Linked DNA regions of Sus scrofa: region 1 is linked to region 2. A link is a contact called in public Hi-C data. All regions are on one chromosome and are shown on one strand. Each heading gives the region's core, a stretch centred on a gene start, on an enhancer-like site or on the middle of the called end of the contact. The rest is flanking DNA. Distances are from core to core; before and after follow the strand shown.

Region 1 (2,700 bases), core at 167-2,666, 280 kb after region 2:
GTTCTGGCCCAGAATCCTTCATGGTGGCCCAATGGCTGATGATACATTATCTAACAAAGTGCAACAGGGAAACTAAGTGCCCCCCAAGCCCCCATCTTTTGGCAAATAACAAGATGACTACCTCTCCATTTCCAACTACAGTGCAGTTCCCGAATTTGACTGTGCATTGGACTCCCCTGGGGAGTTTTAGAAACTAGTGATACTTTGGCCCCAGCCGCAGAAAATCTGATGGAATTATGCTGAGGTTCACCCTCAGAGCAGCAGGACTTTTTAAGAGCTCCGAAGTTGATGGTAAGAACTAGATAAGTTGAGAGTCACCGATGAAGAGGAACTAAGAAATTGTCTAGGTGATATTTTTCAAACTGTAATGCATGAAGTCACCTGAGGATCTTATTAAAATGCAGGGTTTGATTTAGGTATGGACTAGGGCCTAAAACTCTGCATTTCTAACAAGCTCCCAAGTGATGCGGATGCTGTCTGGGAACCAGGCTTTGATCACAAGGCTCTGGAGCAGGGATTACAGAGATTCTGAAGCAACCTCTGCCATCAGCTGGGTACTTTAGAATGCAAATCCTCAGGCCCAACCCCAGACATACTAAATCAGAAACTGGTGGAGTGGGTAGGAGGGGGGACAGCAATTTGCAGTTTAACAAGATTTCCAGGTGATTTTCTTGTGACCAAAGTTTGAAACCAATGATCAGAGACTTCCAAGTATGGTTATTAGATCAGCAGTGTCGGCATCACCAAGGATTTTGTATGGTTAATATAGGATTTCAGGCCCCATCACAGATTTACTGAATCAGACTCTGTATTTTAAAAATATCCCAGGTGACTGTTATGCATTTTGAAGTGTCAGAAGCACTAGAGCCTCACTACAGTTCTTCCTCAAGTGCCTTACCTAGAATAATTGATAATGAAAGACTCATGTGGAACAAAAAATTTAAAGTATTGATTATAATTGTGATAATACATGGCAGATTTGTTTGTAATTACTAAAAAAAAAAAAATATTGTTTATAGTGACAAGTTTTAAAATATGGCAGAGCCTAATCAAGCAAAAGGACATCACACATGATCTCACCACGGGGTGAAAACTATTGATAACTCTTTATTCTTCCATCCAAACAGCAGTGTTTCTAAAGAGAAAATAAAAATAAATTATTGAAAGGGATCAATTTATCTGCTCACACAGAGATGTGGCAATGATTTAACTGAAACTTACACCCATCAGATCTGCCCATTGTGGCAAAAATATGAGTCTTTTGTTTAGGATAATGTTGGTTTCTGAAGGAGGTAACCTTGCATCCTGTTCCAATGGTCATCTCGGGAATATTCAGAATGTTGAAACCAAGCTATCCTATGCTGCTTCTCAGTTAGAAGGTCAGAGCTCAACAGAAAAAAATACCAACCAGTAATGAAAAACAGGGCGGCCTCTTTTAAGTTACCAGCAGTGAATAAATTCCCAGCAAGTTGAAACACTGATGTGGACTGGTGACCTTTAAATATATAATGAGTAAATAGTTTGGGGGAAAAAGAGTAATTCACATGGATCTCAAATGAACTTTCTTTCAATCTGTAATAGATCAGCTTGTTTTCTGTCAGAGGTCAGACTGTTAAAATTTTAACAATTTTGGCTGCCTAGAACTGCTACAGCCAGAGCTGTCAGATCAGAAGCCTAGCAAAAGAAAGAAACTAGAACTTTTTTGTAGGATCCAAGGTTCCCAGCTCCTTGATGCTAAACCAGACCAGTGAAAGCTAAGAAATGAAACATGTTTTTTTTTGTTTGTTTGTTTGTTTTTAATGGTCCTTTTCCAAGACTGTTTTCAACAGGCACTGTATTCAGCAGGCCCTGCCCACTACCTTAAGAGACTCCTCGATTTAACAAGAACTTTCCTTTACTTGAGAGAATATGTTTGCTTCAAACTCCAAAGTAAGAATTAAACTATACCAGCTGTCTACCAACATTGAGAGAAGCAGCTGGAACAGCTGAGAAGCAGCTCATGTTGGAAAAACTGGACACAGTGGTGGAATATAAATGAAATGAAAGATGGAGAATTTGAGGTGGGAGTGAGGGTTAGGATTGAGCGCTACAGTAGGAAGATTATGCTACCGGCAGTGCCTCGCAAAGAAACAAGGCTGATTGTTCTAGTCTCTTCAGGGAAATGTGGAAACTGGGTCTTTTTTAGTGAAATGGTGACGTGCGTGTACATATTGGCATATGTATTTTGTTATAAAGCACTTTTCTTATACTTCTTCATATTCCTTTATATTATGGTAATATGTATTATTTTAAATTACATGTATAAGTAGATTTGTATATTCCACAGCAAATTTCATTTCCGACAAATAAGAGGAGATTACAAAGGACTGTTAGACAAAGAGGTCATTGTGTCTGACAGAACCTGTGAAATTATTAATTACCCTATCACCAATATAAAGATAATTACATGTGTGACTACTTATTATTATTACCTCAATACCAAAAAAAAAAAAATGATAAATAGTTTTGCCTCCCGTTTGGAAGATATGCTTGGGATACTCTAATTGAAAACCCGTCCATGTAATACATAAAATACTGACTGCTGGAAACCAAAGCCAAAGCAACAGAGGCTAGAGGACAAACAAGAAAGAACTGATATTAATGCAAAATGCTATGAGCCAAAGAAAACATTATTACAGTACAAACCTCAGGTTGAAAGAC
Region 2 (2,700 bases), core at 91-2,590:
GATGCTGAGCATCTTTTCATGTTTTGTTTTTGTTTTGTTTTGTTTTGCCATCTGTAGGTCTTTGGAGAAATATCTATTTTGATTTTCTGATCATTTTTTGATTAGGTTGCTTGGTTTTTTATACAAAGCTCTAGGAGATGTTTGCATATTTTGGAGATTAATCCCTGTCAGTTGCTTTGTTTGCAAGATTTGTCTTCCATTGTCTGGGTTGTCTTTTTGTTTTGTTTATGGTCTCTTTTGCTATGCAAAATCTTATAAGTTTGATTAGGTCCCATTTGTTTATTTTTAATTTTATTTTCATTACTCTGAGAGGTAGATCCAAAAAGATATTGCTGTAATTTTCATCAAAGAGTATTCTGCCTATATTTTCCTTTAAGAATTTTATAGAATCCAGTCTTGTAATTAGGTTTTTAATCCATTTTGAGTTTATTTTTTTTTATTTTATTTTATTTTGTTGTTGTTGTTGTTGCTATTTCTTGGGCCGCTCCCGCGGCATATGGAGGTTCCCAGGCTAGGGGTCGAATCGGAGCTGTAGCCACCGGCCTACGCCATAGCCACAGCAACGCGGGATCCGAGCCGCGTCTGCAACCTACACCACAGCTCACGGCAACGCCGGATCGTTAACCCACTGAGCAAGGGCAGGGACCGAACCTGCAACCTCATGGTTCCTAGTCGGATTCGTTAACCACTGCGCCACGACGGGAACTCCTTTTTTGAGTTTATTTTTGTACATGGTGTAAGAGAATGCTACAACAAAGTAGGCAAGAATATGCAATGGAGCAAAGACTGCCTCTCAATAAGCTGTGGTGGGAAAACTAGACAACTATGCATATAAGAATAAAATTATTATTTGTCTGAATATTGACATGTGAGGGCTGTGAGTCATAATTTTAATTGGTCCTGGACTGATTATCATGAAATTTAATCATTTTTTCAGATACTTTGAATTTGATCCTATAGCATGGCTATAATAGAAGAAAATCCTTAAAGTCAAACTTGTTGAAAAATTCTGCAATTCATGAGATAAATGGAGAATGACATTAGGTTAGGCAGATCTTTTAAAATGTCAGTTACTGTTTGCAATTCAAAAGAATGAGCATAAAGTGTTAGGAAAATAAAAATTAAATTAAATGTGAACTATTTAACCCCAAGTACTGTCCTCTCATAATACAATTCACATGTGTTAGGCAAGTGTGTTGGACCCAAAACCTTGAACCTAAACAGATTGCAAAAGCATATGTACGTGGTTTATTTAAAAAATAGTTACAGATGTGTTGGACAAGCTCTCAAATCAATTATGTAAAGGAACAAGTGGAAGAGCTTGTTCCTTAGGATCAAAGGCTCTGAGTTCAGACTCATTCTACCCCTTATGCCCACTGGACTTTGGGCAAGTTACTACTCTGCTTCCTTATCTGTAGAACCAGGAAAAATAATATTACCAAACTTGGAGGATAATTGTAAGCTTTAAGACACTGCTTTGAACAATATCTAGCATGTTACAAGGTCTCAACAAATATTTGCTGTATTATTATTATTATTAGTTCTACTAAAGGAATGTCAATAATAATACAACCAAGTGAGGATACAGAATAAATTTGTTAAGATGATGGTGAAAACATCAATGATAATTAAGAGCTATTATAATTTTTACTCTGTGCTTGATGCTGAGTAAGATGCTCTAGTGGAACAATTTCATCTAGCTTCATAACAGTACTGTGTTTAAGTATTGTTAACCCTATTTTGTAAAAGAGGAGATGAAGACTTGGGGAAGTTGCAAAGCTTGCTCACAATCACAGAGCTAGTCAGTATAGAGCCAGAATTCAAACCCAGTTTTCAAACTCTATGCCAGCACTCTACACATTTTCCTATGCTGTAATTCACAGTCTGATGGGGAGGAGAGGTAGGGAAATGTACCTTTATTGAATGCCTGTCCATTGCAAAGTTGTATATTTTCCATTAATTTGTGATGCTTCTCAATTTTAATCAAAAGATGCCCTTAGTTCAAAGTTCTCCCTCTGTGCCATGAGACCATGAGTGGTGTAAAATTGGCGAGGTGGTGGGGAGGGAGTTCATAGAACAGAGGGAGAACTTTTCTGGCTCTGAACAGTTTGCTTTGCAAAACTTGTGATCTCCAGATTTCATACAGTTGCCTAACAATGAACTAAGGGCATCATTTCAACTTTTGCAGCAAGGTGAGTTGTTCTTTTGGGGAACCCAGGGCTATTTGAAAAAAAGTATTACATGGTAGACTGTCTTTTCCTAAATTCTTTCCCACATTAGGAATTGGTTTGATTAAACGTTGAGTTATGTGCACATAAACTAGAATGAAGAGAGACAAGGCAATGTCCAGAAAATAAAAAGACAAGAAAAAAAAATTCTGGATGGCCAGAGGTCAAGGCAGAGCCATTAACTGCTGGTCTATACCTCTAGATTGATATTGTCTTCAAGGGAGCATGGAGCTAAGTCCTCAGAGGAAGTTCTATATTGAACATACCCTGTTCCTAAAAATAAACTGCTATACCAGTCTCCCACTAGAGTTGCTATGTCCTGACTCTCCATCAGTGTCCCAACAGTGTCAGACTTTTTCATGACTATGGTTCTTGTGGCCTGTTCACTTTGGATTTAAAGTCTGGTTTTGGAAACCTAATATCTGACACTGTGCCCTCACTTTCTGCCAAGAAAACCTCTTCATTTCCATGT

The links. A called contact is a pair of places that touch in the nucleus more often than the background predicts.
Region 1: a Hi-C map of liver shows a contact between it and region 2, with 2.1 times the contacts expected there. The contact joins two enhancer-like sites. A contact is called at or near these places in 3 of 47 Hi-C or Micro-C datasets (liver and skeletal muscle) and 1 of 2 datasets of contacts at active chromatin or transcription factors (alveolar macrophages).

What each region holds. Positions count from the first base shown.
Region 1 is chr9:86,701,080-86,703,779 of Sscrofa11.1, forward strand. All of the region lies in intron 2 of LOC110255481 (a long non-coding RNA gene), which reads right to left. Among named protein-coding and RNA genes, the nearest start is that of AHR, 190 kb to the left of the region's middle. Within about 2 kb of position 1,417, at least 7 of the 83 cell types and tissues checked have an H3K27ac peak or open chromatin away from gene starts, as enhancers often do. A contact at or near this core is called in liver, where this site is marked.
Region 2 is chr9:86,421,906-86,424,605 of Sscrofa11.1, forward strand. No RefSeq gene overlaps it. Among named protein-coding and RNA genes, the nearest start is that of AHR, 89 kb to the right of the region's middle. Within about 2 kb of position 1,341, at least 1 of the 83 cell types and tissues checked has an H3K27ac peak or open chromatin away from gene starts, as enhancers often do. A contact at or near this core is called in liver, where this site is marked.